Regions from separate parts of the Sus scrofa genome. Here all the other regions are linked to region 2. The links are chromatin contacts, called in public HiChIP or PLAC-seq and promoter capture Hi-C maps. All regions are on one chromosome and are shown on one strand. The core of a region is the stretch at or near the end of the contact, and the rest is flanking DNA. Distances in the headings are between cores, read along the strand shown.

Region 1 (5,445 bases), core at 2,394-4,893, 82 kb before region 2:
ACCTCCGAAAGCACCTGCCTCCCCCGCCCCATTCCCAGTTGACGAGAGGATCCACTTTTTCCAAAGATCAGAATCCATGTTCCCAAAACAGATTCTGCTTTGGAATTTTTTTTGGGGGGAGGGGCTTTGTGAAATGACAACCAAGTCAAAATATTTAAAACTAGGGGTGGGAAATTCCTGGTGGTTTGGCAGGTTAGGGATCTGTTCTTGGAGTTCCTGTTGTGGCTCAGTAGGTTGAGAACCGGACTAGTATCCATGAAGATGCAGGCTCAATCCTGGCCTCGTTCAGTGGGTTAAGGATCCAGTGTTGCCGTGAGCTGTGACATAGGTCGCAGATGCAGCTTGGATCCCGAGTTGCTCTGGCTGTGGCATAGGCTGGCAGCTGCCGCTCCAATTCAACCCATAGTCTGGGAACTTCCACATGCTGTAGGTGCAGCCCTAAAAAAAAGAAAAAAGAAGAAAACGGATCTGTCCTTATCACTGCTATGGCTCCGGATCAATCCATGGCCAGGGGAACTTCTTCATGTTGCACCCCCAAAAAAATTAAAAACCTAGGGCTGTTGGGGGGAATCCACTGAGTGGAGTGGGTAGACCCTTGGAGCTACTCCTCTCTCTCCTGCTCTGCCCCTTGCCCACAGGAGCTGACAGTCCCAGGCCCCTGCCAACAGGCCCCTCCCCCTGCCCAGCAGTCCAGTTCTTCCAGCACCTCCCCTCCCCCACCCATACGGACCCCTCCAGCTATTTCCACCCACCCCCCACATCCGAGACATAAGGAAATTCCCAGGCTAGGGGTTGAATGGGAGCTGCAGCTGTCGGCCTACACCACAGCCACAGCAATACCAGACCTGAGCCGCATCTGCGACCTACACCGTGGCTCAGGCAAGGCCTGATCCTTAACCCACTGAGCAAGGCCAGGGATAGAACCTGCATCCTCACGGATAGTAGTCAGGCTCGTTACTGCTGAGCCAGGACGGGAACTCCCAGCTATTATTATTATTTTTGTTTTGTTTTTTGCTTTTCAGAGCTGCACCCGTGGCATATGGAGATTCCCAGGCAAGGGGTCTGATCAGAGCTGTAGCTGCTGGTCTATGCCACAGCCACAGCAACACCAGATCCGAGCTGCATCTGCGAACTACACCACAGCTCATGGCAACAACCGGATCCTTAACCCACTGGGCAAGAACAAGGATCGAACCCGCGTCCTCATGGATACTAGCCAGGTTTGTTAACTGCTGAGCCACAACGGGAACTCCCCATGTATAATATAACTTATGTATTTATAATATATATAGTTTATGTATAATATTATTATGTATATATTTTTTTTCGAATTCTCTTCCCTTCTAGATTACTACAAAATATTGAGCATGGCCCCCGTGCCATACAGCAGGTCCTTGTTGGTTCTCTGTTTTACATATAGGAGTGCGTATATGTTAATCCCAGACTCCTCATTTATCCTCCCCTTCCCCGCAGCTATTTCACTCTACTCGTCACGGGTATAATGTGCAAGTGGGAGAATAATAACAGTCCCAGCTCTTCCCAGGACTTCCATGTCGCCGGCCTGTTTGATCTTGGCATTTGGTGGAGAGGGGGTGGTGACCGCTGACGCTCCGGGCTGGTAGGAGCAAAGGCCTCCCCCACAGCTTCAAGGTCGGCAGCCTCCAGGGGCACATGAACCCCTCAGGGGTTCACGCTGCCCACAGAAGCCCCGGCACCACCTGGGTCTCTCACAGGTGCCACTTGGGCAGGTCTAGGGGAGTCAGAACAGAAAAGGGCAGAGGTTCAAGGGTGGTCTGAACAACCCGTGCTCCAGTGGGGTCACTGTGGGGGCGAGAGAGGCTCAGGCCTGGGGACCTTTCCAGCCTCAGGGACACCAGCAGAAGTGAGCTCCGGTGGGGGGCTGCAGGCAGCCTGGGAGGAGAGGGTCCCTGGGGGGGCTGTGCAGACCTAGGCCTGGGAAGGGGCGGCTTTCAGCACCACCAGGTTGCTCACCCAGAGGAGCTGTCACCAAGGTTCCTGGTGGGTGAGGCTTGCGGCGAGGCTGGTGAGATGGACACGGGCCAAAGGGTGGGGCCCCCCAAAGCTGGGACTTGCTCCGTCAGCAACAGGGGGCCTGCCCGAGGACGTCTGGGGCCACTGGTGGGGCGACAGTGGTCCAGGGAGGCAAGGCTTGTGGGACCGGGTACCTCATTCCACAGGCCTTCCTGCTGCTCCCCGTCGGTGCTTGGCACTCGGGAGGGGGGACAAGAGAGTCTGGTGAGCAGGGCTTTCTGGACACAGGGAGGCGACCATGAGCCAGTGAAGGAGTTGGCAGGAAAAGGGCAACGTGAGCTCCAGGCAGCAGGCCGGCTCGTGCAAGGCTGGGGAGCGGGGCTGGGCACCAGGGCCCCCCTGATGCCTCTGTACACGGCAGAGCGTCCCAAAGAGCTGGATGAAGGCGACTGATGGCGTTGCAGTTAGTTCCTGGAGCCACGGCTCGCCCAAGGCCTGGCGCTAGAAGCAGGGGGCTCCCAGTTGGGGGGCCCTTGGAACCCCAGAGGAGGCATAGGTCACACATATGAGAGCCCCCTCCTAACAGGATCACCTCCCTGCCTGTCCCGCCTTTTCTTTTTTTCCTTTTCCAGCCTCCCCAAGGCACATGGAGTTCCCAGGCCAGGGAGCATCGGATCCAAGATGCAGTCACAGCATAAATTGCGCTGCAACAATGCTGGATCCTTAACCCACTGCGCCAGGATGGAACCTGAGACCCAGTGCTCCCAAGACACTGCCGGATCCCGTTGTGCCACAGCGGGAACTCCTGTCCCTCTCTCTTTTGGACACACATGGGCTCCCAAAATGAGAGCAGGAAATGCAGGTGGACTGGCCCACTTCCTCCTCTGCCTTATAAACCGGGAGAACCAACCCCTGACACCCTCCCCCTCAAACGCCTTCTGCCACGTCCGCCAAGAGAGGCTCCCCTGTCTCCCTGAGCTGCACCAGCCATTTCCTGGGAGCTGCTGGGCCCCCGGCCACAGGGAACAGCAGTCCCCCCACCCCGACCCCACCACCCTCTCCATATGTCCTGACTTGGGAGTCCGGGGTGGACGGGACCCCAGATCCGGGCCCGCCACCTGTTTTGTGGGCCTGCTGTTGACCTGGGAACTCATTTCCTTCCTCCGATCAGCCCAGAAACATCACAAATATTGACCGAGAGCCTCACAGTGGGCACAACTGTTTGGTCAACACATTTATCAAGATCCGCTCCACGCCAGGGCCGTCTCGGGGACTGCCAGCTCAGAGGCCCAGGGGAGGACAAACAGACGGAAGGCCCTCCCTTGAGGAGCTCACGTCCCAGCAGGACGGGGTGGGGATGGAGTCTCACTGGGAAGGTGACCTCCAGGCAGAGCCACTGGGTTAAGTGCTTCCAGGCAGACTCTTTTGTTAAAGCGAGGAGGTGAGAACAGGGAAAGCCGGCTGGAGAGCTGACGAAGGGCCTGCCCGGGGGCCTGCAGCAGGGTGGGCCAGACCAGGCTGGGGCCCAGCTTCCTGCCAGGGCAGGAGAGGCCAGTGGGGGCTGGGCGGAGGTCCGGGTTGTTCCCGCTGGGCCGCTGGGAGGCGAGCCAGGGCAGGAAGGGCTCCCGGCCAGCACGCAGTGACTGTGCACTTCCTTACCCAGGCCCTGAAACCCGGGCCCTGGGGCTCTGAAGGGAGAGGCCCAGGCCGAGGGGCTCCTGGGAGGGGGAGAGTCGAAATCTCGGCACCAGTGCCAGACAGAAGCACGGAGACAGTTGGAGGAAGCAGAAAAAGCAGCTTTAACTGCCAGGCAAAGAGGGAACACACAGCAGGCTGGTGCCGCCCTCGGAGGGGACTGTGAGGAGTCCTACAGTGTCCGAGGAGCCGGCCGTGGTCAGCTCCTGGACATGCTCCTGATTGGTGGGTGGGGAGGTCATTGGGAGTCGGCAGCTTTAACGTGCTGGTTCCATCGGGTCTGGGGTCTACGTGCTGTGGGCAGCATCGAGTTAGGTGGTTTCTTCCAAACGGTGGGAGCTTCAGCACCTGCAAAACAGCTCCAGGGTCATGGCTCAAAATATTATCTATAGGCTTTGGTTTTCTTTCTTTATCTTTCTTTTTTTTTTAATTTCTTTTTAAGGCTGCACCCACAGCATATGGAAGTTCCCGGTCTAGGGGTCAAATCAGAGCTGCAGCCACTGGCCCACACCACAGCCACAGCCACGCCAGATCTGAGCCAAGTCTGTGACCTCAGCCACAGCTCACGGCAATGCCACGTCCTTAACCCACTGCTCGGGGTCAGGGATTGAACCTGCATCCTCCTGGGTACTAGTTGGTTGTTGACCTGCTGAGCCACAATAGGAACTCCTATCTAAAGTCTCTGAGGAACTGAAGGTCCTTGACTTTGTTGAATGGCTGAGCTGTTATTACTGTTTTCTTTGTTTTTTTTTTTTTTTTTTTTTCATTCCCTGATTAAATTGGTTCGTTCAAGTTTTTCTATAGCTAAAAAGGCAAGCGGAGGAGATGAGTGGGGGTCTATTCTGGGAAGGCCTCCCAGGGTCCTGCTCCGTTACAAGTCCAAGGTGACCCAGGAGGCCACAGCTCTAGTACTGGGCCTGTGAGAGACGGGAGCAGGGTTCTGGCACATTCTCTAGTGGTGGCAGCAATATCATCACCCTCCTACCCATCTTGACCCTAAAGCACCAGCCCTTTCTCGCCCCTCTTCTCTCTCCTGGGACCCGTCCTGGGCTGATGTGTTTTCAGGAAAACAAAACTAAGCAGGCTTCAGAACGAGAAGGGAAGGCAATCCTGGCTGTGAGAAAGGACTTGGAGCCCTGGCCCTGACCCTGAAATCCGGATGTTGCCCAAGGGGTCCTCCCCCCCCCCCGTCCCCCCAGCCATGAGCCCCTCAGGGCACTGCCCCAGGAAGAGCAGGTCTCAACCACCCCCCGGGTGGGGCAGGCCTCTCATCACCCAGCCCCACCCAGGGACCAAAGTTCTCTTGTTTACTGCCGTTTCCTGGAACAGCTTGTTTTGCTCAGGAGAAATCTGCTGACGCACTGGCTGCCCTGCCCTCCTCTCTGTAAAAATACTCCCGAGGTATTTTCAGCCTTATTTGCAGAAAGAGGCAGGACCCGAGCCTTCCATTTGTCCATCTCACTGTAAGGACAGCCTTGGCCCCAAAGGCCGGACAGAGAGGTCCCTGTGTGGCTTTCTACCCTCATTCCTCCTCAGAGACAATCCAGCTCCAACAAAAGCTAGCCATGCTGCCCGGAGAGCTTCTAAGCCAGGGCCCATGGACACTGTGCCAATTTATCCTTGAAAATGGAGTGGGTGGTGGGACCCCTCCAGACACAGGGGCACAAAGGAAGGCCTTAGTTCCTTTCGTGTTGGAGAGTCCTAAGCAGCGCAGAATCCTAATGCTTTGTGCATTGCTAATTCCACCTACTCCTGCTC
Region 2 (5,787 bases), core at 2,962-5,461:
GGGTACTGGTCAGATTCGTTTCCACTGAGCCACAACAGGAACTCCTGTTCTTTTCATCTTCTGTGTCATCTTCTGAAGATCTCTGCTTAATAAATCACTTCTGGAGTTCCCATTGTGGCTCAGTGGTTAACGAATCCCACTAGGAACCATGAGATTATGGGTTCAATCCCTGGCCTCGCTCAGTGGGTTAAGGATCTGGCGTTGCTGTGAGATGTGGTATAGGTCGCACACGCAGCTCGGATCCCAAGGTGTTGTGGCTCTGGCATAGGCCAGTGGCTACAGCTCCCATTAGACCCCTAGCCTGGGAACCTCCATATGCCATAGGCGTGGCCCTAAAAAGACAATAAATAAATAAATAAATAAATAAATAAATAAATAAATAAATCACTTCCACGTTGAGCCTTTCCAATCACTTCCTCCTTATATTGCATCCAGGCTGCAAGTATTGTTTACAGCTTCCTTTTCAAGGCTTTCCATTTCCCAGTACTTCTTTTTTGTTGTTGTTAGCTGTGCCTGAGACATATGGAAGATCTCAGGCCAGGGATTGAACCTCTGCCACTGCAGTCACAACACTGGATCCTTAACCTGCTGCACCACAGGGAACTCCCATTTCCCAGTACTTCTAACCACAACGGCAAACACTTGTATAGTTACTTTTATTGCCTTCATTTTACAGGTGAGCAAAGGGGGTGAAGTGACTGGCCCAAGATCTTGTAAAAATGGGATTCAAACTGAGGCATCTGCCCACAGCTTCTCCTGCTTGACCTCCTCCTGTATCTCCTCTGGAACAACTGGCTTCCTGATGCACCTGCGGAGCCCAGACCTGCCTGCCCTTGGATGTCCTCAGGTCCTGGCGGGGCTGGCAGGGCCACTTGCACTCGTCCTGGCTGGTAAGGGAGGCAGCCGGCAGCAGAGTGCTCAGGTCCTGCCACTCCCTACTGAGCCTGCAGAGCCTCAGTTTTCTCACCTGTATGATGGGAACACGGGCCCCCCCTCCAGGGTCAGTGTGAGGACCTGGCATCATCCCCATCTTGTAGCTGGATGAGATGGAGGCTCACGGTGAGCGGGCAGGAGAGGCTCAAGGTGAGGACTTGGGAAAGGGGTGCACTTCCCTTCCTAGGATGCTAGCCTCTGGCCCTGTTGTGCCAGAGAAGCAGGGTTAGCTAGAGAACCTGGGAGGCAAACCCCCTTTCTGTCTCTTCATTTGCTTTTTTGTTTGTTTGGTCTTTTTTTTTTTTTTTTTTTTTTTTTTTGCTATTTCTTGGGCTGCTCCCCGTGGCATGTGGAGGGTCCCAGGCTAGGGGTCCAATCGGAGCTGTAGCCACCGGCCTACGCCAGAGCCACAGCAACGCGGGATCCGAGCCGCGTCTGCAACCTACACCACAGCTCACGGCAACGTGGGATTGTTAACTCACAGAGCAAGGGCAGGGACTGAACCCGCAACCTCGTGGTTCCTAGTCGGATTCGTTAACCACTGCGCCATGATGGGAACTCTTGTCTCTTCATTTGTAACTGTTCTTCCTGGGGTCCTCTGCCCAGCCTGTTGTACCTCCTTGCTGTTCTTCGGTGTCCTAGGACTCCCAGGTCTCCCCCCAGCCCGATGGCCCTGGCCTTCCTGCCCTCGTTTCCTCTCCAGGCTCAGCCCCATGCACTGGACAGGCCTCACATGTGCTAGGTGCTCAGAGAATGTGTCCCTCACTAAACATCACCACGTAAACCCTGTGCTCACAGGCCCTCACCCCTAACCATGACCTCCACCCCAAAGCATCACCCCACCCTGCCTGCCACATGCCAGCATTCTGCACTCACACACACAGCTCAGGCTGTGGTTCACCCTTCAGTAAAGGGGTAATATTCCAGACTCTCTAATTTGGCATTTAAGCCCCTTGCTTGGTCTTCTCCCATGACAAGATGCTACCCACGCGCCCACATTGCCAGTTCCATAATCACAATTTTTTTTTTCTTTTTAGGGACTCACCTGGGGCATATGCAAGTTCTCAGGCTAGAGGTCAAATCTGAGCTGCAGCTCCTGGCCTGCACCACAGCATGGCAACACTGGATCTGAGCCACATCTGCGACCCAGGCCACAGCTTGTGGCAACATGGATCCTTAACCCATTGAGCGAGGCCAGGGATCAAACCCACATCCTTGCAGATACTATGTGAGATTCTAACCTGCTGAGCCACAACGGGAACTCCCTTACTCCCGATGTGGTCACCGTCTTCCTAGTGAAGCCACAGGAGGCTCTCTAGTTATTATTTTTGTTCTGCCCTGAACAGCCCCCACTGTGTCGGATCCTCCTCCCAGCATCCTGCATGGGTACTTGAACAAGAAAAGGGAGAACGAGTCACTGCTGAGGAGCGGTGTCAGGTGAGGCACAGGGCACCGTCCACCCCAATTTACAGATGGGGGAACCGAGGCTCCCAGGTAAGGTGAGTCTCCACAGCCAGTGAACCCAGCCTACTGACTTTGGCATCCCTGCCCTTGAACCTGCTCCCAAAGGCATCCCAGCCAGATGTTTCCTAATTAATTCCAGCATCTCATCCATCTTCTGTAGGATGCAGCTGCAAGACTGTCCCCAACCCTGGGTTCCATGTGACCTTTTTTTGTTTTGTTTTGTTTTGTTTTGAATGAAATAAACTCCTCACATTTATTGAGCACTTTCAGTTGCAGGCCTTGTTCTGAGTATCTTGCATATAGAACCTCAGTCTCTTTCTTTTTTTAAAAAAACAGTACTGATGAAATTCTAGCACCAGGAGGTTTGTTTGTACAGACAAGGAAATAAGGCACAGAGAGGCCAAGTAACTTCCAAGTGGGTTACTGTGTGCAGAACTGCCTGATACAGTGTTTGACACATAGTGATGAACAAGTTTTAATTTCCTTTGTGTTTTGTTTTATTTTTTAAAATCTTTTTATTTTATTTTAATTACTCAAATGAATTTATTACATCTGTAGTTGTATAATGATCATAACAATTTGATTTCACAGGATTTCCATCCCACAGCCCAAGCACATCCCCTCACCCCCTAAACTGTCTCCTCCGAAGACGATAAGTTTTTCAATGTCTGTGAGTCAGCATCTGTTCTGCAAAGAAGTTCAGTCTGTCCTTTTTTCAGATTCCACATGTGAGTGAAAGCATTTGATGTTGGTGTCTCATTGTCTGGCTGACTTCACTTAGAATGATAGTTTCTAGGTCCATTCATGTTGCAAAAAATGCTGGTATTTCGTTCTTTTTAATGGCTGAGTAATATTCCATTGTGTATATGTACCACATCTTCTTGATCCACTCCTCTGTCGATGGACATTTAGCTTGTTTCCATGTTTTGGCTATTGTAAATAGTGTTGTAATGAACGTGACCTTACTTTTGGAGAAACCATTGCCAGCCCAGCCCCTCCTGGATGCTGGGCTCTGTCCAGCTAAGGAGCTGGGTCTCCTCCAGCATGAATGGCATTTGAGCTGTTGACACCATTCTGCCACTGACAGCCCCTATCTGCACAGGTGCTGGGGTCTGGAGGTGCTGACCCTGGAGACACAGAGCCAGTTCTACTGAGCCCAGGAGAGCAGGGGCCCCTCCTGGCCTCCTGGCTTCTTCTGAACTTGCTGGGCTGTTCCTCCTACCCTTCTTTCCTGGGGTCACTGCCTTTCCCCTCCCCAGGTCCCCTCTCCCTGTCTCAGGGTTCCTAGACCTCCTCAGGACCTTTGCTTCCCTCTCTGCCTCTCACCCACGCTCCTTCTCACCGGCTTTGCTTCCTTGTGCCTCTTCCCTGGTCACTCAGTCATTCCACCAACTTGATCCTCACCGCATCCTGGAGGTGCCCACTGGCTGGTGTGGGAGAGCGTCTGGTTTGGGGAGAGTCATCTTCTCTAAGTCTCTTCCTCACTCCTCACTGAACCCTGCACCCCTTCATGTCTGTCTCTCTGACGATTTCCTCTGGCGTCTCCCCATCTCCCCGCCTCCTTGTCTCCGTTTCCCTATCCTCTGTCCCTTCTCAGGCTTTCCACATTTTAGATATAAAGACACAGAGGCCCTGAGAGTTTGGGTGATCCGCCAGGGCAGGGGGTGAAGGAGGGTTGGTCTCCCCAGTACCTGCCGCCCTCGGATCCCCGCCCCGCCCACCAGCCCCGCCCCGCCCACCAGCCCCGCCCCCACGAGGCCCCGCCCACACAGACCCGCCCTCGCCACGGCCGACCCCGCCCCCGTCCCGCCCCCGCCCCGCCCCGCCCCGGCTCGGGCAGCGGGAGGACCCGGAGCTGAAGCGCCCGAGGCCGCGGCGGCGGCGGCGGCGGCGGCGGCGGCGGGGACGATGTGGTTCTTTGCTCGGGACCCGGTCCGGGATTTCCCGTTTGAGCTCAGCCCGGAACCTCCCGAGGGCAGCCCGCCCGGACCCTGGGCCCTGCACCGCGGCCGCAAGAAGGTGAGCGCGGCCCCGCTCCGCAGGCCTCGGCCGACCTCGGTCTCGCCTAGTCAGCGCCGCCGGCCCCGCCGCGTCGCGCCCCGCCTGACGTGGCTGCGGAGCCTCTAGGGCAACGGGCCGGGGGAGGGGGACGGGTAGTGCCGACGTGGCGGGCGGAAGGACCGAGGGACCAACAGGCGCACCCAACCGGGGTTACGTGGGCCCGACTCAGTCCCCAAGGGCTGTCCTGGGGGGAGACCCGGCCGGCGGGTCTTCCTTTCCGGTACTTAGCTCCGGGGACCATCTCGGAGATGGAGTGGTCAGCTTGGGGCTCGGCCCACACCCCTGAGGCCCCTCTGTTCTGCCCCAGGCCACAGGCAGCCCGGTGTCCATCTTCGTCTATGATGTGAAGCCCGGCGCCGAAGAGCAAACCCAGGTGGCCAAAGCCGCCTTCAAGCGCCTCAAAACTCTCCGGCACCCCAACATCCTGGCCTACATCGATGGGCTGGAGGTACCTACCGGCCGCTCAGTCTGCTCTGTCTCTGCCCCTCACTTTCTCCCAGTCTCCTGCTCCTGCCTTCCTGCCCCTTCCCAGCCCCCTGCCCCAGTAACCCCCAGATTTGACTTCCCCTTCTCCACCCGGTCCCCATCACGTCTCTCATCCCCCTGCTTCTTCTCCACTCTGCGCTGATACTCCACGTCCTTCTTCAGACAGAAAAATGCCTCCACGTGGTGACGGAGGCTGTGACCCCGCTGGCAGCGTACCTCAAGGCTCGAACAGAGACTGGTGATCTGAGGGAGATGGAGCTCTCCTGGGGGCTACACCAAATTGTGGTGAGGTGGGGGGGTAGTGGTGATGATTGCAGGGATGGGGGGGCTGCAGGTACAGGGCTGTGATGGCTCCTTCTGTCCCCAGAAAGCCCTCAGCTTCCTGGTCAACGACTGCAGCCTCATCCACAATAATGTCTGCATGGCCGCTGTGTTCGTGGACCGCGCTGGGGAGTGGAAGCTTGGGGGCCTGGACTACATGTATTCGGCGCAGGGCAATGGTGGGGGTCCTCCCCGCAAGGGGGTCCCCGAACTTGAGCAGTACGATCCCCCAGAGTTGGCCGATGGCAGTGGCAAAGCAGTCAGAGAGAAGTGGTGGGTGACTGGGGGCGGCATGCCCCAACCTGCCCTGTTCTGGAAGCCCCTGCAGCTTCGGGCCCCCTAGATTATATGTCACTCCCTTGTCCCTTGCTGCCCAGCTGGGAGGGGACCAGGGTCCTCAGGGTGGGCCCACTCCTTGCTCCGAGGATCCTCAGGGAAGTAGGGCAGGATAAACACAGACTTTGGGGTTAGGTGGTTCTGAATTTGAAAATTGTGTCACCCGGGGTGGGTGTCTTTGCTTCT
Region 3 (6,079 bases), core at 549-3,048, 93 kb after region 2:
GGGGGGGGGACCACCGCCCCGAGACACATAGTTGGACGGAAAGATGCCCACCTGGCCACCTACCTGGCCCGCCCACCAGCCCTCGTCACCCGAGATAGCTGCATCCCGGGACAGCACCTCCACTCGGTCGCCCTTCCGCAGGGCCAACTCGTCCTGCCCATTGGGCTCGTAGTCAAACAGGGCTGTCCACACAGGGTTGGCATAAGCTGCAGCCTTCGGGGACCCCTCTGGCCAACCTCCGCTGCCACTGCCCCCGCTGCCCCCATTGCCACTGCTGTTCCATGACCCCAGGGGGCTCTTGAGGAAGAGGTTCTTCAAGGGCTCCATAGCTGGGAGCTGGCACTGGCGGGTGTGGGGGACCTTCCCTGGGTGCCCCGGTCCCCACCCTTGCTGACGGCCGAGGCCCTAGTCCCGGAACCTGGGCATCCGAGCCCTGGCCCTCAGCCCCAGACCCACGCCTCTCTGGGGAGCCAGGAGTGTCGCCTCCCGGCCCACCGCATCTCGGGCTTCCGGAGGAGGGCGACCTAGGGAAGCAGTGTGGTCAGGCTGGGGGGGTGGACCCCCAGGGCCTCCGATGTCTCACCATGGCCGGCACAGAGGGGCCCGGGCGTCCCTCAGTCCAGAGCAGTCCTGGGAGCCGAGCTCCAGCACCCGCCAAGTGAAAGGTGGGGCCAGCGAGGGGCAGTGCCTGGACTCCCGTTGGGTCTCTGCGCAGGGGGGTGGCTGGAGTGTCTCTAGGTTGAGCTGCCTCTTCCTGGCTCAGCTCTCGCGACCCGATGGCTCCAACCCCGTTCCCTTCTTCCTCCTCCCTTTGTACTTTGGCCCCGGGGGCGGGAGGCAGAGGTGGAGGGTGGAGTTTCACTTTTTTCCGCTGTTCTCTCTCCTGCAGGAAACAGCATCAGATGACGCGGGCGGGTAGCACCGCTCCCCTCCCAGAGGCTGCAGGGCGATTTGGTCTGGGAGTTACCGGGTAGGCGGGCAATGAGAGGCAGAAGGAGAGGAAGTGTAGCCCGTAGCCCCCACCTCCCGTGACAACAGGTTTAAGGTCGAGGTTGGTTTCTGCTAAGGAGGGACCGTCCCCGCCCTCTACGTCTGCATCTGTAAAACTGGGGGAAAGATCCTGGCTTGGAAGAGGGGCAAACCCGAGTGTGGTCTTGGCTCCGAAGTTGCAGGGCCGTGTGACCCTTTCTCTGCGCTTCATTCTCTTCATGTCTGAAACTGGGGCCAGGAGCTCCGCTTTGCAGAGCTGGCAGTGGGGGTAGGCAAGAATGGAGGACGAAACTGGCTGCACTTGGAGCTCTTGGAACGCGTTGTCTAAGATTTACTGCTTCCCTTCACCTGGGAAACAATTCATGCCTCTTTCCCAAGAAGGGATGGAAACCTGAGACTGTGCTCCTGAAATTTGTCCAGTGATGGCACTTGGAATAGCTAAATCGCTCTCGCAACCGCGCGACGGACCCCCTTGCCTTGAGCCTGTCACTTTAAGAAAAACGACACTATCCTATTTCGACTAGTCCTGCCTGTTCTCTCTACACTCTGAGTTTGAGCTCTGACCCGGAAGTAGAGGCCGCTCGTGACGTTTGACGTCCAGCGCTAAAAAGGGCGCACCTAGAGGGGCTTGCTCCAGTAGCGCACAACTGTGGCTTTAGCCCCCAGGGGTGTCCACGCCTCCATCCTTTTCCTCGCCTCTAGTAACTCTTCCCTCGCGTTCCGCCCAGTGATCGCGGCTAGGTTGGCATCGCTTAGGTGTGCGCATGCGCTCAAGGACTTGTGCCTTTTGGATCGTCCCTTCCTCAGCTGCGCAAGCCCAGCGGGCTCTCCCGCTTCTTATCGGTCCACCACCTCCCTGCGCTTGCGCATTCGAGCCGAAAGGTTTTCCTTTTCCGGGTCCCAACTGGTCTCGTCGGGCGCATGCGCCACTGCAGGTTGGCGGCTCGCGGCTCCTTCTTCCGGCCTCCCCCTTGGGTCGGCTCCCGCAGAAGCGGGGCGACCGCGGAGCCCAAAGCGAGTGACCTGTGACCCCGGAAGTGGACCTCAGGGTCCCGGGGCTCTCCCCGGGCCGGAACCGTGGGAGCCGTCGTCTGCACCCCCGGAGCACCCACCCCACGCCCACCTCTGGATGCCGCCGACCGGTGCCCGGCCCGTGCCCTGCGCCTGCCCGCCGGTCCGGCCCTTAGGAGCAGTTCTGGGCCGGGGGTGGGGGCCTGGACCCCACCCCTGATGCGGCTCCACCCCGGCTCTTGGGTCTCGCACCACTGACTGCCCTGGCCGGCCCCGCCCCCTGCCCGCACCCTCGCCCCACCGACCCCTCTCCCCCGCTGGGGGAGGCCATGGCGTGAGCGCGAGGTTGGGCCCCGGGGCCCTCGGGCGCCAGGCGGGGCATGGGCCGGGGGCCGCCCCCATGAGGGTCCCGGGAGGGGGGCGCGCGCAGCAGCGGCGGGGCCATGGGGTCGCAGGTGTTGCAGATCCTGCGCCAGGGGGTGTGGGCCTCGCTCACCGGCGGTTGGTTCTTCGACCCACACCAGAGCACCTTCTCCAACTGCTTCCATCTCTATGTCTGGATCTTCCTGCTCACCTTTCCTTTCTTGCTGTATATGGTGAGATGCTGCGGCCACCTGTAACTCGTGCCGGGGAAAGGGAGGGCAGATGTCACGAAGGGGTGCAACCTGGCAGGGATTCTGGGCTGTGGCTGGGGCGCTGGGGTGTGGGAAGAGGATTCACTGCGGAGTCTGGAGTGTGTGGAAGAGAGGCCAGAATTTCCCTGGCCTGGGTGACCTTGAATCTCACTTAATCTCATTCCAGTTATGCTGGAGATAGGGCTGCCTCGCAGGGTCTTTGTATTAGCAGCCGGCAGGCGTGATGGAGTTTAATGAATTTGTGTGTCCTAGTCCTGACTGTGGTGGTAGGTGGTAGGGACAGGGCTGTGTGAAGAGGGACCTGACTTGCTGCCGCCCCCAGGTCCTGCCCCCCAGCTTGATGGTGGCTGGTGTGTACTGCCTTGTGGTGGCTGTCATCTTCGCTACCATCAAGACTGTGAACTATCGGCTGCATGCTATGTTCGACCAGGGCGAGATTGTGGAGAAGCGCAACTCTACCATGGGGGACCCAGAGGAAGAGCCTGCCCAGGGGGACAGCAGTCTGCCCAGGTAGGCGGGGGCAGGGCCTATGCTGGGAATGGCGGAGTCTTGGTGCCTGGGCCTGAGCATTGGAGAATGAAGGGGCTTAGGGAACCTTGGCTTCATGAGCGAGCGGCCAGTTGTTCTTTGTGTTGGCCCTGGATTTGTAAGGGGGATCCCTGTGGAGGGAGAAGCAGTGGGGATGGCGGAGGACGAACTGTATGAAGAGAAAAGGGCAGCTCAAAGCTGATGTTCCTTTTCCACTGCTAGGGACCCCGGAGTGGAGATGACAGTATTTCGGAAAGTGAGTTCCACACCCCCTGTACGCTGTAGCTCTCAGCATTCCGTGTTTGGCTTCAACCAGGTCTCGGTGAGTGGCTCTGGCCCTCGGCCTCCCCCTCTCTTCTCCTGGGAGCCCGTCCTGAGCCCACTTTTTGCCTTGTTTGCTCCCTCATCCTTTTCTCTCTGCTCAGGAGCTGCTTCCCCGGATGGAGGACTCTGGGCCCCTCCGAGGTAGGTGGCTTCCCTTCAGGACTGAAGGTGGCGGTGCAGAACAGGGAGTGGCGCGTAGATGCCTCGAGGTCCTGCTGACGCCTCCGGGGCTGTGGTTGCAGACATCAAGGAGCTGGTGCGGGAGCAGGGCAGCAACAACGTGATTGTGACCTCAGCCGACCGAGAGATGCTGAAGCTGAGCTCCCAGGAGAAACTAAGTGAGTGGGCACGATGGGCAGGGGCGCAGGGAAAGACTGGGGTCTTGTCTTTGCGTCACCCCAGCTTTTGCTCCCTCGGCGCTCTCTCTGTCCTCTTAGACGGGGCTTTCTCGGGGTCCTGCTCCAGCTGGGCTCTCAAACTAGGGACCGCAAGACCCCCTTCGCCACCAGTTCCTTTTATGGAATTCCACTCTCTTCTCTTATGTCTCCTTTTGTCCTGACAGTTGGAGACCTTCCCCAGACGCCCCCAGGGGCTGCCCCCGACCCATCTCTCCCCAGCACGGACTCTTCAGAACGGTCTCCCCTGGCTGGAGAGGGAGCCCCCTGGAGCGGGAGCAGCGTGGCTGACACTCCCATGAGCCCCCTGCTGAAGGGGAGCCTCAGCCAGGAGCTGAGCAAGAGCTTCCTGACCCTGACCCGGCCTGACCGGGCCCTGGTGAGGACCAGCAGTCGACGGGAACAACGCCGGGGAGCGGGTGGCTACCAGCCCCTGGACCGGCGGGGCTCCGGGGAGCCCACACCCCAGAAAGCCGGCTCCTCCGATTCCTGCTTCAGTGGCACTGACCGCGAGACGCTGAGCAGCTTCAAGAGTGAGAAGACCAACTCCACCCACCTGGACAGCCCCCCCGGCGGGCAGGCCCCCGAGGGCAGCGATACAGACCCACCCTCGGAGGCCGAGCTGCCCGCTTCACCAGATGCCGGGGTCCCCTCAGACGACACACTACGTTCCTTTGACACAGTCGTAGGAGCAGGGACGCCTCCAGGCCCGGCTGAGCCGCTCCTGGTTGTGCGGCCCAAGGACTTGGCCCTGCTGCGGCCTAGCAAGCGGCGGCCGCCCCTGCGAAGACACTCCCCGGCTGGCCGTGCCCCTCGGCGGCCACTGCTCGAAGGCGGGGGCTTTTTTGAGGACGACGACACCAGCGAGGGCAGTGAACTGAGCCCGGCTTCCAGCCTCCGGTCCCAGCGTCACTATAGCACCGACAGCTCTTCCTCCACTTCCTGCTACTCTCCCGAGAGCTCTCGGGGTGCAGCGGGGGGACCCCGGAAACGAAGGGCGCCCCACGGGGCTGAGGAGGGGACTGCTGTGCCCCCCAAGCGGCCCTATGGGACCCAGCGGACGCCTAGTACTGCCAGCGCCAAAACTCATGCCCGCGTGCTGAGCATGGACGGGGCAGGGGGTGATGTCCTCAGGGGCCCCCTGGCTGGGTCCAAGGCTGAGCTGGAGGCCCAGGCGGGGGTGGAGCTGGCTGCGGGTGAGCCCGCTGTGCTGCCTGCCGAGGCCCGCAGGGGACCTGCTGCCAACCAGCCTGGCTGGCGGGGGGAGCTGCAGGAGGAAGGTGCCGTGGGGGGAGGTGAGTGCCGACTCCAGAGCTGGGGCGGGGCGGAGGGGGGTGTCTAGGTAGGGCCGGGGGTTTGGGCAAGGGGCAGCTGGAGTGGACCGGGTCAGAGTCAGCTCAGCGTCCGTCTCGGGCTGGTGGATGCAGACACAGCAATCTAGTGACGTCTTTGCTCAGAGAACTCGTGTACGCAGGGCTCCGATGGTGAGACCGAGGCAGAGACAGGCCCCTGTCTCCACATCCTGCATTTAGGACCTGACGTTTTTTCTCTTTGAGGACCCTCAGTAGCCACCCTCCTCCTCCAGGGCCACCAGTGGGCCGAGCAGAGCATGCCCTCGTTTCTAGGGGCCCGAGTGTTAGGTGACCTGGCTGGGCCGCAGAGCCAGCACATGGTCGGACGAGGCCTGACCCTTAGGTCCCCACAGGAGCACCTGTCCCTTCCCCTGGGCTCTGTCCAAGCCTCTGTCACTGATGTTCGGGGGCGGGGGGCGGGGGCTTTCTCTGGCAGCAGCCGAGGAGACGGGCAAGCGGGACCGCTCGAGCAGCGTGAGGCGGACGCAGGCGATTCGGAGGCGGCACAACGCCGGCAGCAACCCCACCCCCCCAGCCTCGGTCATGGGGTCGCCGCCCAGGTGAGCTCACCGTCTGTGGTTGGAGGGGGTGGGGGTCCAGCTGGCACTTGGTGGCACTGACCCCGGGGCTGACTTCCTCCCCCCAGCAGCCTGCAGGAGGCTCAGCGGGGCCGGGCCGCCTCCCACTCCCGGGCGCTGACACTGCCCTCTGCCCTGCACTTCGCCTCCTCGCTGCTCCTCACCCGGGCGGGCGCCACCGTGCACGAGGCCTGTACTTTTGACGACACTTCCGAGGGGGCCGTGCACTACTTCTATGACGAGAGCGGTGAGCCTCCTCCCTGAGT
Region 4 (5,983 bases), core at 2,489-4,988, 110 kb before region 2:
CTGCTGCCCCTCCCCTGCCCAACCTTGTCTCTTGCTCATCACCTCCTGACACACTATGCCATTAACCTGTCTGTCTAGACAGGGCTCTCTGGCTGTTTTGTTCGCTAACGTTCTTCTGAAGGCTTAAAACAGTGTATGACACAGAGCAAACATTCAATAAATATTCATTAAGGAGTGCCCTGGTGGCCTAGCAGTTAAGGACTCGGCATTATCATTGCTGTGGCTCGGGTTGTGGCTCAGGTTCAATCCCTGTCCTGGGAACTTCCACATACCTCAGGCATGACAACAACAACAATGACGACGACAAATTCAGAGAGTTCCTGCTGTGGCTCAGCAGGTTAAGAACCCAACTAGGACCCATGAGGATGGGGGTTCGATCCCCGGCCCCTCAGTGGGTTAAGGATCCAGCGTTGCCTCGAGCTGCAGTGTAGGTTACAGAGGCAGCTGGGATCTGGCATCGCTGTGGCTGTAGGGTAGGCTGGCAGCCACAGCAGCTCCGATTCAACCCCTGGAACTATCATATGCAGAGGGTGTGGCCCTAAAAAAAAATTCACTGAAGGAATGAATGAGTGAACAAATCAGGGACCAGCATTCGTGGACCACCTGGCAGCCAGCCCTGGGTCTCCACTTCTCTGTCCTCATCTCCAGAGGGCCCCAAAGAATATAAAGTTCCCCCAATGTCCCCAACCTGCCCGTCCAGATTTCACTGCGGCTCTTAGTCACACCTCAGATGCCCAAGGGCAAGTCCCACTCTCCCCTCTCCTTTCCCGCTGCTGCCAAAGCACACGGTATCCACGCCCACTACTTTCTCGTGGGTGGACAGGCTCCAGGGAGCAGGGTTCCATCTCTGACCTCCTCCCCCCGGAGCTGCCTGGGACTCCTTGTGCTGCCCCCAAAGTCCCTCCCGAGCACTGGGTTCTGCTGGAGTGCTGGGCTGTAGTCCCCGTCCTGCAGCTTGCTCTCCCCAAGTGATGCTGGGCAATCCCTTCTGCGGGGCTGCATGATGGGCAAAAGTAAGGGACCAGCCCAGCAGCTCGAGGCGGCTAAGGCCTCTTGGCTCTTAAAGCTCTTCAGGCTGCCCTGTCATGTCAGAAGGGCCCCACTCTCTGCTCCAGCCCCGCTACACCTCCCCAGTTCAAGGGACACCCTGCCCTTGACTTTCCTCCGAGCCTTGCAGAAGGACAGCCCCAGCCCTGGCTAGCTCTCCACTCCTCCTGCCGGTGCCAGCAGCTTACCCTCTGCCTGGCGGAACAGAGCTCTTATCTGGATGCTGACTACTCACAACCTGCAAAACGTCCTCACCTACTGCCAAACCCGCCACACACCCTCCCCCTGGTGCTCATGCCCCCTTCCCCACCACTGCCGCCAGGGCCACCCCGTCTTAGGACCTGCTGTGTTCTTTTTTTTGTTTGTTTCTTTTTATAGCCACACCTGCAGCATATGGAAGTTCCCAGCCAAGGGTCTAATCTGAGTTGTGGCTGCCAGCCTACGCCACGGCCACAGCAACGCCAGATCCAAGCCATGTCTGCAACCTACACCACAGCTCACGGCAATGCCGGATCCTTAACCCACTGAGTGAGGCCAGGGATCAAACTCATAGCTTCATGGATACTAGTCAGGTTCTTAACCCACTGAGCCACAATGGGAACTCCCTCACTTGCTCTTTTCTGATTTCTCAAGGCTTCCCCAAGTTCAAAGCCTGCTCCCGGAGCTCCCGCTTCAGGAATGTCTTTCAGGGCCCCTCCTCTCTGGACCTGGGTTCCAGGCTCCTCACCACCACCACACATACTGCCAGATGTCAGCTTGGTTATCAAACCTCTCTGATCCTGTTTTCTCAGCATAAAATGAGGACAGAATATGCGCCTCTTAGTATGAGGATTAAAGCGCTTAGAAAAGAGTCTAGCACGTTGAACACGCTCCACAGATGGCAGCTACTATTACTCTTATTTCCACTCACAGGGTCGATGAGGGTGACATGAGGGAACACGGGAATGGGCCTCCCACACAGTAGGTGCCAAGGAACCAAGGACCCTGCTCTTCCTGCTTGTGGCATTTTCTAGCTCTTCAGGCAATTCTGTCATCTTATGTAGCTCTTTTTTTTTTTTTTTTCCTGTCTTTTTAGGGCTGCACCTGAGGCATATGGAAGTTCCCAGGATGGGGGTTGAATCAGAGCTGCAGCCATTGGCCTACACCACAGGCGCAGCAACGCTAGATCCAAGCCGCATCGGTGACCTACATCCCAGCTCACAGCAATGCCGGATTCTTAATCCATTGAGCGAGGCCAGGGATCAAACCTGCGTCCTCATGGATGCTAGTCAGATTTGGTTCTGCTGAGCCACGACGGGACCGTCCCTCATTTTATGTAGCTTTAACCATGCATTTCCTGTGCTTTTTTCTCTCTCCTCTCTCTCTCCACTCCCCAGTGAAACCATAACACGAGCTTCTTGCGGGGAAGGGGCCGTGTCTCACCCAGACCTCCACCCCCTGCCCTAGGCCAGGCCCCACACCCAGTAAGCATCCAACGACACCGAAGTGGGTTCACATTTCAGTCCAGCCAGTTTAGGGAGGCCACCGAGCCACTGCGTCCTGTCCCCGAGCTGAGAACCCAGAGGGATGTGCCTGTTCTCACAGCTCAGGCGAAGAAAGAAATCATGACATAAGGGACCAATGGTCAGGCAGTGTGGGGCCTGGGGGCAGGCAAAGGGCTGTTTCAAACACTGAAGAAATGGACTGGGTTAGGAGCTGGAGCTGCCTTCCAATCCTGGGGGAATCAGTGCCAGTGGAACCCGCTCCCCCCCACCCCCGCCCACCTTCCTCATCCCCAGCCCATTGTTGTCACTTGGGGCAACCTCTGGCTCCTCTGGATCAGGAAGGCGCCTCATGGACCTGTTTTTCCCCCTGAGATCTACACCTCAGGCACACACATGCTGGTCATGCCGGGACATGTTGGTGACATGACCCTGGGGATAAGTAGTTTCACACCTGCCTCTTCAGGGCCCCCACACCTCTCCCAGCCTGGGAATGCCGCAAGGTGTCCCAGGCTGTGTGTCAAGATAGCGAAGGCTCATGTGACTGCTCCCCGGAATCGCAAGTGTGCCTCGCCTGGATTTCTGACACATAATTTGAGGACATGGGAGGCGGTCATTCCCATTTTACAGAAGAGGTAACTGAGGCCAGGAGGGGAAGGGCTTGTCTAGGATGAGTCAGGACAGGGACCCTATCTCCTGACCATCCCTCTCGACCTCAAAGCACTGCAGTACCGGCGGCTGCCTGTATCACCTTTACCCAGCGCCCAGCAGTGTGCGTCCCTGACACACCCCCTCCAAGCACAGTGTGAATTCCTGATACGCCCCCATGAAGCATCTTCCTTCTGCAGGTGAGGGGACCGGCCCAAAGTCACACGCGTGAGCGCCAGAGCTCGCGCCCCGACTGCCTTGACAGTTCGCCACACTGTTACAGGCCAACATTCGTGGGTGGGTGTGTGTGTGTGTGTGTGTGTGTGTGTGTGTGGGTGTGTGTGTGTGTGTGTGTGTGGTGTCACACGCCCCCAGTCACTGGAGTAGGTGGTGGTGCGGTTTCCCAACGCGACCGCCACACCACTGGGGTGTGACCAAAAGCGGGAGCGGGGGGCGTGAACAAGGGGGGGGCGAGAACGCGCGGGGACTAGGCAGGGCGCGTGCGCGGAAGCCCGGGCTCCGATTGGCTCCCGCGGCTCAGGGAGGCGGGGCCGTGAGTACGGCGCTTCCTACGTCTCAGCTTCCGCGTTGCAGCCCTGGGAGCTGGAGCCGGAGCGGGGTCCTGAGTTCCCGCCGGCAGTGAGGCGGGAGCGGCAGTTAGGGACCAGAGTTAGGACAGGAACCTAAGCTGAGGCGGCGGGCACTGAGTCCCTGCGAGGTGAGAGCTCGACAACGCCCTGCACGGGTCCCCGCGCCTGACGGGGGTACGCCGTGCCTTGCCTGGGCACCGCGGCGCACCGAGTTTGACCCTTCTGACCGCCGCGGTCCTGGATTTTCCGTCAGCCCCCACCTCGAGTTGGCTGAGGACCCCCACCCCTCACCCCGCTAATCTGCTCACAGTGCCTCCAGCCCCGGTTGTTCTACCTTCATAGATCAGCTCGGGCCCCCTTCCTTCCTCAGTGGGAACTTGGAGGGACCCAGCACCCCATCCCTGGATCCACCCGTCATTGCTTTTTCTCTTTCTCTCTGCAGATGGACGGGACGGAAGGCAATGCCGGACAGCCCGGCCCCGCTGATCGGTCGCATCGAAGCAGTGTCTCCTCCATGGGAGCCAGAGGTGGGTCTCAGTCCCCCATCTCCTCCCCGCCATACCCCCCTAGACCCCAGCCCTGAAGAAGGGGCCCTGGCTTGTCATCGCTTTCCTTAAAGAGAATCTTACTTATTGATTAATTAATAAGTTATGTTGAGGTGTGGAAAAGTGACGTCAGTCCAAGGACCTGGACTCTTGTCACTAGGCTACCGATCAAACTGGGGACTCTTGAATCTCCATTTCCTCACTTGTTAAAATGTTACATGGCCATGAAATTCAAGTGAAAGCTCGTGGATGAAAAATGACGTGCACTTTCTTTGATAAATAGCCTTTTGAAAGCAGGGATCATTATTTACATTTTATAGGAAGGAAATTGGGCCCTAGAGAGTTTAAGTCACAGGATACTGGAGTCTTCCCTCCTCCAGATTTCCCTGCTTGAAAAGCAGGTCTGAATTTTATGACCTGGGCACTGTGTTAGGATCTCTCAAAAAAGTAGCTGTTAGAGCAAAGCAGACCGGGGATCCAAACGAACACCTTCACCTGTGTGGATGGTAAACTAAACTGTGCTTTTGCCTTTCACAGGCTTCACTTCTTTTGTTTTTTTAATTTATTTTTTATTTTTTTTGTCTTTTTGCCATTTCTTGGGCCACTCTCTCAGCATATGGAGGTTCCCAGGCTGGGGGTCGAATTGGAGCCATAGCCGCCTGCCTACACCACAGCCATAACAACGCAGGATCTGAGCCACATCTGCAACCTACACCACAGCCCATGGCAACATCAGATCCTTAACCCACTGAGCAAGGCCAGGGATCGAACCCACAACCTCATGGTTCCTAGTCGGGTTCATTAACCACTGAGCCACGACAGGAACTCCAGGCTTCACTTCTTTTGATTCACAGCCACTCTGTGAGGGGAGGGGTATTAGCCGTATTTTGCACATGAGGCAACTAACTGACGTGCTGAAGTCAGTCAACTAGCCAGAGGCCAGCTAGGATCTGAACTCTGGGATACTGGCCTCCAAGCACAGTGCTCCTTCATGCTGCCTGCGGGTCCAGCAGTGGAGCTGGAGATGACGGCTCTTGCAGAGGTCTCTCTTGGCTGTCACAAGGAACACTTAGCTTTTTGGGTTGTGCTCCTTCTGACCGGAAAGGCCAACATGTTGAGTCCCGAGGCTTGAAGAGTGCGAAGAAAGCTGAGCCCTGGAACTTGCTTCACCTTGGAGTGGCCTTGGGAAGCCTCTGTCTCCATGTTAGCTTGGGCTAGCGTGGGACAGTGACTCGCAGAAGGAGAACAGTGGGGTCACCAGCTCTTCCCCTCCCTGCTTGACCTCTAACCTCGGGATGGCTTCAGCCAATCTCTGCCTCAGTTCCACCTGCAGGCTGTTCTCCTCAGCGGAGAAGCACACCAGAGTCCTTGGGGCTGCCAGGGGAGTGGGAGGAGATGCAGTGGCCGGCCCTCATTTTAACCTTTGGGGATTAGGCTGGGTCTAGGCTGGTCCCCGGGCTGGAGGTGCTGGGTTTCTGGGGTGGTTTGAGGGTCTCCAGGAAGTCTGCGTAGACAGCACTCTTCCAGGATCCTCTGGGGATCCTGGGCCTCTGCCTCGAGGTGCAGCCTTGGTCAGCCCAGGACTATATGGTGGGGGCTGCAGCCCGGGGCTGGGGGCGAGTGGAGGGTGCCTGGTTGGCAGGCCTGTGCCTGTGACTGGGCTCAGCTGACC

What was found. Promoter capture Hi-C pulls out the DNA fragments that hold promoters and counts their contacts. HiChIP or PLAC-seq counts read pairs in DNA pulled down with a chosen protein or histone mark.
Region 1: a contact with region 2 is called in a promoter capture Hi-C map of fetal liver, with 4 times the contacts expected there. The contact joins the enhancer-like site here to the promoter of SCYL1 in region 2. A contact is called at or near these places in 2 of 5 promoter capture datasets (fetal liver and fetal skeletal muscle), 29 of 47 Hi-C or Micro-C datasets (adipose tissue, alveolar macrophages, blood and 14 more) and 2 of 2 datasets of contacts at active chromatin or transcription factors (alveolar macrophages and skeletal muscle).
Region 3: a contact with region 2 is called in an H3K27ac HiChIP or PLAC-seq map of alveolar macrophages. The contact joins the promoter of MAP3K11 here to the promoter of SCYL1 in region 2. A contact is called at or near these places in 3 of 47 Hi-C or Micro-C datasets (fetal heart ventricle, liver and skeletal muscle) and 1 of 2 datasets of contacts at active chromatin or transcription factors (alveolar macrophages).
Region 4: a contact with region 2 is called in an H3K27ac HiChIP or PLAC-seq map of alveolar macrophages. The contact joins the promoter of FRMD8 here to the promoter of SCYL1 in region 2. A contact is called at or near these places in 1 of 5 promoter capture datasets (fetal skeletal muscle), 4 of 47 Hi-C or Micro-C datasets (embryonic fibroblasts, epiblast stem cells and liver) and 2 of 2 datasets of contacts at active chromatin or transcription factors (alveolar macrophages and skeletal muscle).

What each region holds. Positions count from the first base shown.
Region 1 is chr2:6,813,834-6,819,278 of Sscrofa11.1, reverse strand. No RefSeq gene overlaps it. Among named protein-coding and RNA genes, the nearest start is that of FRMD8, 27 kb to the left of the region's middle. Within about 2 kb of position 3,643, at least 57 of the 83 cell types and tissues checked have an H3K27ac peak or open chromatin away from gene starts, as enhancers often do. A contact at or near this core is called in adipose tissue, alveolar macrophages, brain and 9 more, where this site is marked.
Region 2 is chr2:6,731,901-6,737,687 of Sscrofa11.1, reverse strand. It overlaps SCYL1 (N-terminal kinase-like protein), which reads left to right and starts at 4,211. Exons shown (of 18, transcript XM_003122558.5): 1 at 4,211-4,416; 2 at 4,766-4,906; 3 at 5,107-5,229; 4 at 5,312-5,538. The coding sequence starts at 4,306.
Region 3 is chr2:6,635,780-6,641,858 of Sscrofa11.1, reverse strand. MAP3K11 (mitogen-activated protein kinase kinase kinase 11) reads right to left here and starts at 1,798. Exons shown (of 11, transcript XM_021082851.1): 1 at 1,609-1,798; 2 at 1-883. The coding sequence starts at 327. It overlaps PCNX3 (pecanex-like protein 3), which reads left to right and starts at 1,926. Exons shown (of 34, transcript XM_021082830.1): 1 at 1,926-2,597; 2 at 2,959-3,146; 3 at 3,387-3,486; 4 at 3,590-3,629; 5 at 3,731-3,826; 6 at 4,051-5,178; 7 at 5,672-5,795; 8 at 5,882-6,060. The coding sequence starts at 2,445.
Region 4 is chr2:6,841,696-6,847,678 of Sscrofa11.1, reverse strand. It overlaps FRMD8 (FERM domain-containing protein 8), which reads left to right and starts at 3,738. Exons shown (of 10, transcript XM_013994099.2): 1 at 3,738-3,894; 2 at 4,209-4,293. The coding sequence starts at 4,209.